Regions from separate parts of the Rattus norvegicus genome. Here region 1 is linked to region 2. A link is a contact called in public HiChIP or PLAC-seq data. All regions are on one chromosome and are shown on one strand. Each heading gives the region's core, a stretch centred on a gene start, on an enhancer-like site or on the middle of the called end of the contact. The rest is flanking DNA. Distances are from core to core; before and after follow the strand shown.

The links. HiChIP or PLAC-seq counts read pairs in DNA pulled down with a chosen protein or histone mark.
Region 1: an H3K27ac HiChIP or PLAC-seq map of oligodendrocytes shows a contact between it and region 2, with 9 times the contacts expected there. The contact joins the promoter of Morn2 here to the promoter of Sos1 in region 2.

Annotation. Positions count from the first base shown.
Region 1 is chr6:20,475,579-20,480,728 of GRCr8, reverse strand. Morn2 (MORN repeat containing 2) reads left to right here and starts at 3,246. Exons shown (of 5, transcript NM_001126086.2): 1 at 3,246-3,342. It also overlaps a transcript of Dhx57 not described here.
Region 2 is chr6:20,282,743-20,288,687 of GRCr8, reverse strand. It overlaps Sos1 (SOS Ras/Rac guanine nucleotide exchange factor 1), which reads right to left and starts at 2,571. Exons shown (of 22, transcript NM_001100716.1): 1 at 2,472-2,571. The coding sequence starts at 2,558.

The DNA.
Region 1 (5,150 bases), core at 1,997-4,496, 190 kb before region 2:
AAGGCATTTTCTCAACTAGTGATCAAGGGGGAGGGTCCAGACCATTGTGGGTGGTGCCGTCCCTGGGCTGGTGGTCCTGGGTTCTATAAGAGAGCAAGCTGAGCAAGCTGGGGAAGCAAGCCAGTAAGTAACACCCCTCCATGGCCTCCACATCAGCTCCTGCTTCCTGACCTGCTTGAGTTCCAGTCCTGACTTCCTTTGGTGATGAACAGCAATGTGGAAGTGTAAGCTGAATAAACCCTTTCCTCCCCAGCTTGCTTCTTGGTCATGATGTTTGTGCAGGAATAGAAACCCTGACTAGGACAGTGAGCCATGAAATATTGGTGAAAAGAACATTCGGAGCAGCAGCCATGACAGATGCAAAGGTTTCAAGCTCAGAACATCAATCAGAGCCCTGGACTGGGAGTTGGGATAAGGCCAGAGTGCGCATGCAGAAAGTAATAGGAAACTATTATAGGCATTCAGGTTAGAGAAAAGAAATGCAGTGGCTGAAACACTCTGGGGAGAAAGATGTGCCGTGTTTACATTGAAACTCCATTGGCTATCGCTATGAGGGGCAGGGTGAAGGGAAGTGTCTGTGCCAGGGAGACTCTGGGACAGAATGCTAGCTCCTCAGAAGTAAGAGTCGCTTCTGATTTGTGTAAATACAGCAGGAAATTTATACTTAATAGGGTATATGGCTTTGGTGGAATGCTGTGTGAATGTTTAAGTAAAGCTTTCAGCAAACTTTTTAATAACTGATGGTCCTTCCCCCACTGCATCTTCTCCTTCACTGTGGTACCTGACTGACTTCAGTATCAGGTGCAGTGTGAATGGTAGATAAAGGTAGTGATTTGGGATTTGAATCCAAGACTGGTTAGTTTTCATATGAAATGGCAGGTTACCCGATGAGTTGTTCATTAGCTAGCTCTGGAAAGACACTGCACTGGCTGGTTTTGTCTGTCAACTTGACACAAGCTGGAGTTATCACAGAGAAAGGAGCCTCTCTTGAGGAAATGCCTCCATGAGATCCAGCTGTAAGACATTTTCTCAAATAGTGATCAAGGGTGATAGGGTGGGTGGTACCTGGGTTCTATAAGAGAGCAAGCTGAGCAAGCTGGGGAAGCAAGCCAGTAAGTAACATCCCTCCATGGCCTCTGCATCACCTCCTGCTTCCTGACCTGCTTGAGTTCCAGTCCTGACTTCCTTTGGTGATGAACAGCAATGTGGAAGTGTAAGCTGAATAAACCCTTTCCTCCCCAACTTGCTTCTTGGTCATGATGTTTTGTGCAGGAATAGAGACCCTGACTGAGGGCTGAAGAGATGGCTCAGTGGTTAAGAGCACTGACCGCTCTTCCAGGGGTCCTGAGTTCAATTCCCAGTAACCACATGATAGTTCACAACCATCTGTAATGGGATCCAATGCCTTCTTCTGGTGTGTCTGAAGACAGTGAGAGTGCACTCACATACAAAAAATAAATCTTTTAAAAAAAGAAAACCCTGACTAAGACAGATACTTTTTCTCCTTGGTGAGTAGAAACCCCCCACCCCCCCAATGGCCAAACACCATATAGAAATCAAATAAAACACAAATAATGTTCTCTTTCAATTTAAGATTTAAAACTTGTCAGGCAATGGTGACATAGCCCTTTAGTCCCAACACTCCAGAGGCAGACAGATCTGTGAGTTGGAAGCCAATCTGGTCTACAGAGTGAGTTCCAAGCCAGTCAGGGTTACACAGAGAAAACTCTGTCTTAGAAAACAAAACCAAAACCAACCAACCAACCAAACAACAACAACAACAACAACAACAACAACAACATCTGATTATTTCAACTTCTCTCTAACCCCAGATCCTCATTAGATAAGAACAGAAGTCCAAACTACAAGTTCTCTAAAGACAGCAGGATATACACACACTCACAAAACCATAATGACATTAAATGATTAACATGTGACTGAAGAAATAGCACAAATTAAGTTCTCTAATGCTGTGCATCAATAATTACACACACACACACACACACACACACACACACACACACACACACACATCTCCTTCCCTCTCCTTTTCCCCCTCCCCCTCTGTCTTTCCAGACAGGGTTTCTCTGTGTAGCCCTGGCTGTCCTGGAACTCCTTTGTAGACCAGGCTGGACTCGAATTTATAGAGAGTCATCTGTCTCTGCCTTCAAAGGCATGCACTACCACGCCCTGCTGCATATCGTGTTTTTGTTTGTTTGTTTGAATGTAGGAAGAAAGGAAAACATACATCAAACATCTCACCACCCAAACCACCCAGCCGAGGTCAATTCATGGTTGAAAGAAAGGCAAGAAGATTCTGTACTGATTTTAAAACAGGTTGCCTCACACCAACACAGAAAAGGTTACATTTTCAACTTGAGCTGTGATTTTCACACAAAAATTTGAAACAAGATTATTGTATGCCGATTACAGCGGCATGCGATACCAAGTTCCCCAGATACCACATTCCCCAGACGTTTACTGTAGAATACAAATTAGACTGTATAATCCACAGGGGAGAATTCCACTATCTATCTAGCCTGCGAAGATTTCATCTTCTTCACCGTAGACACTGGATCTAAGTTTGGCTCTAAAAGGATCCTTTGTTTCACATCCAAGTTTGGCTCCCACGTCCAGCATCATCAAGCTGAGGTGATGAAAATGAACCCACTCCGCTTGCCTCCCAGGCAAACCTCTGACTACTATACATCACGCGGCTCCATTCAGATATCTAGTCATGCAAAGTTCCTTTCTTCAACATTCATCTTCTCCAACCCTCTCCCCAAATAGCCCCTCGGGTCGACACAGGGCCACAGACAGGAAACGGGGCTGGGGGCCCTTCCTATCCAACCCTGCTCGGAGCCTCGGGCGTGGACGACCTCGACTGCAGATCCCGGGGTCCCCAGGATCCTGTTGGTCCCGGTTCACTGGCCCGGAGCTGACAGACAGGACCATCGGGGCAGGACGGTCCTCGGATGTGAGCTCTGGAGAAGGGAGGCGGCAGGCAGGCCTGGCAACCTTGAACCCGCGCGGCCCCGCACACGCCACGTTAGGCCGTACCTGGCTCGTAGCGTCGCTGGCCTCAGAGCTCAGGAGGCGGCACCCAGGGTCGGGGTCCGGGCTGGGTTCGGCCTCCTTCTTGGACCTCACCCGCAGCAGCTGCCCCGCCCAGGCGTCTTCCGATTGGCCCCTTGCATGTTTGCTTCCGGGTGAGAGGTCGCCCGGTCGCCCCAGCAACCGAGGCCCGCTCTGTCCTAGCGCCCAGCTCCCTCCAGCCTGCCGAGCTGGCGAGCCTAGGGGAATCGCTGAGTCGCGAAAGCCTGTCCTACACGTCTCCATCAAGTGAGTGCGCTTCCTCCCAGGCCTCTAGGGAAGGGCGCCTTCACCTGGAGCCGATGGACCGGGAGCCAGCTGCAGCGTTCGCAATGGGGTGGAGGGCAGCGATAGCCCGGTGTCGGGGAATCCGGAGATATGGTCTGGGCCTCCGAGTCTGTCGTTGGTTCGCTGTTATCTCTGGATTTGTTTCCTTTATGGTGCCAGAACAATCGCAGAGATTCTTTCTAACTCACATAATCCAGAGATTTGAATGGGAAAACGTCACCCCTTTATTTAGAGAACATTTTATTAGTAATCGAACTCACACGGATAAGGCTTTACCTCAGTGAAGTAACCCCTGTGCAAATGGAAAAGAAAGTAGGCTTAATGTTTCTAGACCAATATGGCTGCTGATTTCTGTACAACGACAGCTCAACACGGTGAACCCGGGTGCTTCCCCATCCCAAACTTGAAAGCACAAATACAGTTTAAAAAAATTAAAATTAAAGGTGAAAATATCTATATAAATATATTTATAAATATGTATTAAGACAAATAATAGCAGTGTGCTATGCATCAATAACAACAGCTTTTCCAGGTCCTGTAGTCATAGGAACAAAATCGTAGATGTACAGCCTCACCTTAAAAACAAACAAACAAACAAACAGGCAAACACCACCAAACAACCAGAAAACAGGACAGGTCTGTGACCATTAGGGTACCAGCACAATATATATATACGTATATAAGTATATACATATACATATATGTGTGTATGTATGTATGTGTATATTATTTAGCTTTCAAATCATCTAGAAAGAAAACATCCTGAGTAATATTGAAACCATCTTTGATAAAGCTACCAAAGCATATCATGCAGCAGGTGGAAGATATGTTACATTCACATGATCCAGTGCTGCCCCATATTTGTAACACTAGAGGGCACAAAAGGCATTTGAGACTTCTCTCTCCTTTTTCAGCAGAGGGCCCAAACACTGGTGTGACACAGCTCTTTTTTTTTTTTTTTTTTTTTTTTATTTTATTGAGTATTTCTTATATACATTTCGAGTGTTATTCCCTTTCCCGGTTTCCGGGCAAACATCCCCCTCCCCCCTCCCCTTCCTTATGGGTGTTCCCCTCCCCATCCTCCCCCCCATTGCCGCCCTCCCCCCAACAATCTAGTTCACTGGGGGTTCAGTCTTAGCAGGACCCAGGGCTTCCCCTTCCACTGGTGCTCTTACTAGGATATTCATTGCTACCTATGAGGTCAGAGTCCAGGGTCAGTCCATGTATAGTCTTTAGGTAGTGGCTTAGTCCCTGGAAGCTCTGGTTGCTTGGCATTGTTGTACATATGGGGTCTCGAGCCCCTTCAAGCTCTTCCAGTTCTTTCTCTGATTCCTTCAACGGGGGTCCTATTCTCAGTTCAGTGCTGCTGGCATTTGCCTCTGTATTTGCTGTATTCTGGCTGTGTCTCTCAGGAGCGATCTACATCCGGCTCCTGTCAGCCTGCACTTCTTTGCTTCATCCATTTTGACTAATTGGATGGCTGTATATGTATGGGCCACGTGTGGGGCAGGCTCTGAATGGGTGTTCCTTCTGTGTCTGTTTTAATCTTTGCCTCTCTATTCCCTGCCAAGGGTATTCTTGTTCCCCTTTTAAAGAAGGAGTGAAGCATTCACATTTTGATCATCCATCTTGAGTTTCATTTGTTCTAGGCATCTAGGGTAATTCAAGCATTTGGGCTAATGTCCACTTATCAATGAAAGCATACCATGTGTGTTTTTCTATGATTGGGTTACCTCACTCAGGATGATATTTTCCAGTCCCAACCATTT
Region 2 (5,945 bases), core at 1,322-3,821:
ATGTAGCAACATTTCTAAATAATTTACTTTTAACCTCTGGCAAACTCAAAGTAACAGACAAAGACACTTGTTCAAAATGAGTCCTAACAGGTGTCAGGTACAGCACCGGTGTAGAAGTCCCATAGGGTAGCTAACATGAATATGGACAAGTAAATTAGGATAGGACACTAGGAAGAAACAATGGAGCACTATCCAACGCAACCCTGAGCGCCTGAGAAGAATCTCTGAGGCTGAGTAGTAGTAGGCCAGATCAAATGAGCAGACTGTCCAAAAAGCTTCAGCTAAGAAAACACACTGGTGGGCATTATACAAGCAGTTTAAAGTCTGAAGATTTCAGGATAAGGACACACCCACACAAAATGTCCAAGGACGCATCTTCATGAAAAGTCCAACACACATACAATATTCAAGTTTTAAGCTACAAGAGCATATTCTGAATATGAGAAATATATCCAGCCTTGTCTTGGGTGTCCTAAGAGCATTGCAGGTGGGAATGTGAATGAGGAGAACCTCATGCATTAGGGACCCTGTAAACTCCCTCTTCATCTCACTTCTGCAGGGACGGCTCTGCTTCAAGCGGAAAGCCAGCCAACCGCGAAGCTATAGAACACAAGCCACACTATGGTGAACTGGGGACAAAACCCTTTCCACAGAAGGCAGTCACTCACAACTCCAGCAGTTTTCTGATGGTGAAAATGTATGGCAAGTCCATCTCTAATTCAAGAAAAAAATAAGAACTCAGATTGTATGTGACATTTCTCATCTTTTTTTTTTTTTTTTCAGAGCTGGGGACCGAACCCAGGGCCTTGTGCTTGCTAGGCAAGCGCCCTACCACTGAGCTAAATCCCCAACCCCGACATTTCTCATCTTAAGATACTGGCAACTGATTACATAAAATGAAAAACAAAACAACGAACAAAAAGACCCAGAATGCCAGCCACACAAAATAGGTTTCTGCGAGGGCCACCCATGAGGCAGGTTACAGTAGTCTGCCAACTTCTACAATGCTCTTCCTACCACTCCAAAGGATCCTCAAGTGATATTGTGGAGGTCTCCTTAGAATAGGAGCTACCTGCTTTTAAGCCGAATACCTCAAACTGGTAATGTTCTGTGAGAGCTTTTGTACATATAAATCAATTTTTCTGTCTCATCTTGTCCTGTCAAGATACCAAACTTCTAGCGTCATGAGGCATACTTCTCCAATTCTACAAACTAAGCAGGCAAGTGTGCAGGTAAAGCCAAGGTAAAAATGGACTGAAGCCTCATGGGATCTCTAATGAACAAAGTATGCACAACGAGGTGACCTCTTTGATTTCCTTAGAAAACCTAGAGATTTGTAAGACATTTGAGGATAAAAACCAGTAACCCAAGTCTGAAAAATAAAAGCAAAGTCTCCCAAAAAAGCAAACAGTTTTCCAGCATAAGATACCAAGAGGGGAAGGGGAGAACAGTGCAAAGGAGAAACTAAAAGGTGCTGGCCTCTGTGGAGTATGAAAACACTTTCTGGTTATAGAAAAGCTCTGCATGGTACAGCAAACTCTGTACTCAATACTCAGTAGTAACAAAACTGTATTTTAGCAAAGAGAGCATGAAAATCATCTGAGCAACAAGAAATCGAGATTAAAACTCCTGGAAGAGTAAAACAATCTCTACAGGTAAGGCAAATAAAAACAAAAACCAATCTGGTTTTAAAAATCCATTCAAACACACCTGTTTCAGATGTCTTGGTACAAGCGTTGCTTTAGAAGCTTTCGAAATGTATCAACAGCCACGGATAACTACTGGCAAACATAAATTCAAAATGCCAAACCAGACAGTTGCTTTAGAAGCTTTTAAAATGTAGCAAATAATTTCCAAATAATTTACTTCAACCTCTGGCAAACTCAAAGACACAAAGACTAAAGATGCAAAACACCAAACCAAACGAGGTTCGAAGATTCTCAGCTACTTCAAAAGAACCAATCTGAATACAGTGGCATGTGCATCACTCCTGTAATGGGAGGGGGGAGGGTGTCAAGAGAACGGGGAGTTATGACTGAGGACGAGCAAAACCAAGCAGGCCATGTTCTTACTGGCAGGCAACCTCGCAATTACTTAGGCAAGCACTGTGGCCAGGGCACTTTCGAGCCAGTGAGAGCCCTGGACTCCTAAAACGAGAGACTGACCGCAGCTCGGTAAGATCGAGAAGGTAGGCAATGGCCTTCTTTGACCTCCACGGAAAACCGAGGCTCCTCCAACCCTCGCCTCGGTGCTTGGATGATCCAGACCAACCCTCCCCGACTGTGTGCGGCCTTCCCACGCACCCCGGGCGAGTGTCAACAGCTGGAGCAGCGGACGCGGGGAACCTCACAGCCTGAGCAGACCTCCCCGAGACCCGAGACCGGGAAGAAAGACCGCGGTGGCGCCCCGCCTCCCCGCCCTCACCCGGCCCCGAGCGGACTGGGGCCGGGAAGCGGGTTCCGCGCCCCTACCTTTTTCAGCGCAGGCACCAGCAGCCCCCGCCACTTGGGCGCGTTCTCCTCGCTGAAAAACTCGTAGGGCAGCTGCTGCGCCTGCATGGTGCCTGCGGGGCGCCTCGGGACGGACGGAGGGGCGGCGGCTCGCGGCGCGGAGAAGGGCCGCAGCCCGCGCACAGCCCGGCCCCCTCGGGGCGCCGCGCGGCCCGGCTAGCGCTGGCGAGGAGTCTGGGGGGCGAGGCCCGCGGCCGGGCACCCACCGGACACGCGCGCCGCTCGTCGAGAGGCAACGCAGCCCGGCGGTGGCGGCGGCGGCATCCCGCACCACCGCCCCGGGGCAGGCCCCCCGCTCCGCCCCGGGCCGCCCTCCGCCGGGGCTGAGCTCCCCCGCACGGCCTGGCCCTCCGAGAGACGGCGCGTGGAGGGACGCTCGGGCCGGTGGCGCCCGCTCGCGGGCGGGGAACTCAAGCGAGAGGCCCAGAGCGGGGCGGGCCGGGACCGGGATCGGGTGAGGAAGGAGAAGGGCCCGAGGTCGCTGCCGGGGAATCCGGCCGCTCGGCCGTCGTCGCTGCTGCTGCCGCTGCCGCCGCCGCCGGTGTAGCGCTGGAGCTTCCTACTAGCAAACTGAACCTGCTCGCAACTGAGCATGCGCCAGCGGCCCAGGCCGGTTCGCTCCGGGTTTTCCATCTGCCCGCGGATGAGGAGGGGTGCGCGCCAGAGGCTGGGGAGGGCACTCGCAGAGGCGGGGCTGAGGGACCCTGAAAGCGAACCCGCGACCCGAGAAAGTGTCTGGGTGTGGGGGCCTGCGAGCAGGCAAAGCGCCCCCTTTGTGTGGTCCGGCAGGCGGGGAGCCCATCCAGTTCTAGGAGATCCTAGGCCCTGTGTTTTAGAAAAGGGGTGTGTGTACTTTGTTCCCAGCACGAAGATAAGGAGTGCCCTGAGCATGCACTGTATACTAAACAGATTGCACAAAAGATAGATTCCTCTCACAAAAAAACGACTGCTCAGGGTTTGTCTGGTGGGAGGAGAGACTGCTTTTTTCCATCTGCCTTTCCATGCCATGAGAACGGATACGTGTAGTATTTATTGATCGTGTGTCTACTCAAACCCACGAGCTTTTATTTGTGGATTTAGTCGTCCTGCTTGGGATCTTTCATAGCTTCAACTGGATAATTAGCTTCTGGAAGACAGAGATTCCCCCCCCACCCCTCACCTCGCCTTGGTACTCGACCCAGAATAGAGACGTGAAAATTGCGGAATGCTATAAAAGCAGTATCTATGAATTGTCCTTCCATCGTGAGGATGGAGATGCTTATTATAGTGGCACTGTGCAGCGCTATGGCACATTGTGCCTTATCATTGAACTCTTTCTGAGTACAGCGTTGTTTTAATTCTCAGTTTTCATTTCATAGATGACGAGACAGTTGGAAGAACCAGCCTGGGTTCAAATTGACATTAGGTCTTGCTGTTTTGAAGTACAATAAACAAGATCTCACAGAAGAAAAAATGTTTGAAACCACCATCTTTTAGACCACCTTATAGGGTCTGAATGAAATCTTCAAGTCTTTCCTTTTATAATGCATACACGGATTTACATCTTTTTAAAAATTCCCCTCATTTTAAACGGCTCAACAACAGTTTGAAGTCCATCCATTGACCATCAGAGTAATAAGACAGCAGAGCAGGCCTGTTGGTGAAATGACTCAGCCAGTAAAGGGTACCTGCAGCCAAGCCCGAGAACCCGAGTTCTGTCTTAGAGACCCACGAGGTGGAAGCAGAAAAACTAACTCCCAAAAGTTCTTCTGGTCTCTACACGTGTTCAGTGGCGGGTGTGTCAGACACAAGATAAATATACTTTTTCAAAAGAGAAAAGCAGAGGAGTGATAGCTTAGGAAGGAGTTAGAAAAGGAGTTTCAGAGGACAACTGATATATCAGTTATTTTCAACAACAGGTTTATGTGGTCTCAAATGACTGAACCAAATCAACTATTATAGAAAACTGGTCCTTGGCTTCTCACTATTAAAACACATTTCAAGCTTCAGGCAGTAATGTAGCCACTGATCCCAGCCCTCAGGAGAGAGGTAGAGGCAGAGGAGCAAGGCCGATCTCAGCTGCATGGTGACCAGCCAGGGCTACATGAAATGCTATCTCAAAATCTAAAGAACACACACTTCAAAGTTCTGCGCAAAGCTACGAATCTGGCACCTACTTAAAACAGTCTTAAGGTTTTCTCTCAGTTGTTAATCATGGTTCATCAGGCTCTATCACTCTAACCTATTCCCAAAAAGCACCACTCTTGTTTCCGTGGTTCCTCCCAGTCTGGAGTGCCTAGGTGTTCACATGGGTAGTTCTAAACATCGGACATCCAAGAAGCCTATTCTGATCAGCCTAATGAACTACCATCCTGTATAACTCTATCCAAACTCTCAGTCATGTATTTGTGAACTCCCTTCACTAGAATATAAATGCCCCCCCCCAAAAAAACCCTAACATTTCCCAGGATTTATTACATATGCACAGCAGGAGGCATTGCTTTTAATGGCATCAAAGTTGCATAGAGGAAACTTGCAGTAAGAATACATAGGTGTGGGGTTGGGGATTTAGCTCAGTGGTAGAGTGCTTGCCTAGAAAGCGCAAGGCCCTGGGTTCGGTCCCCAGCTCCGAAAAAAAAAAAAAAAAAAGACTACATAGGTGTAGTATGACAGGTGTGCAAGTCTTTAATGCCAGCACTTGGGAGGCACAGACAGAAGAATCACTTTGTTCGAGGTCAGCCTGGTCTATATGGTGAGTACCAGGGCAATCAGAGCGACATAGTGAAACCCTTTCTCAAATAACCAAATAAATAATCCATAAAGGAAAATAGGTGATCTTCGAGAATGCGCGAGCGAAATCTACATGTATTCACTTCAAGATATCAAAGAGCATTAAGGTATTGGTAACTAAACTCCAAGATTCCCTTGCACTAGGAATCTGATTTAAGTACAAAGGGAGCAAGCCCTAGGAACATGGATTGTCAAGTTTAGCGGCCAGGTCAGGTTTTCACCAGTGTGAAATTCTGGCTGCAGACTAAAAGCAAATGGATCAAGGGAAATTGCTTCCTAGCGGAGTAGCAAGAAGGGTTAGCCAGGGCAACTAAAATCGCGGAGCTGTCGAGCCTCTACCAAATGTCTGCCTACATCTCTTAGGACAAAAGCAAACACCTAGACCAGCAGATAGCAATGCGAGGCAGGAACTCGTCATTTTCACGCACAGGGCCTTCGACTTGCGGCGCAAGCGCAGACGCTCCCCTTGGCGCCACTCCACGGTGCTAGGCAGCCTCACTGCCAGAACGGAGGTGACGCACGGGGGCGCGTCTGTACTCACTAGTCGCAACCCTAAGCGAAGCGTTCAGGCAAAGTAGTCGAGTTCCGAGCTCATCCGACCTGGAGCGTCAAGGGAAGGGGCGGGGAGGACGCAGGGCCCCGACCGCGCTCGCTCCCTGCAGGTGA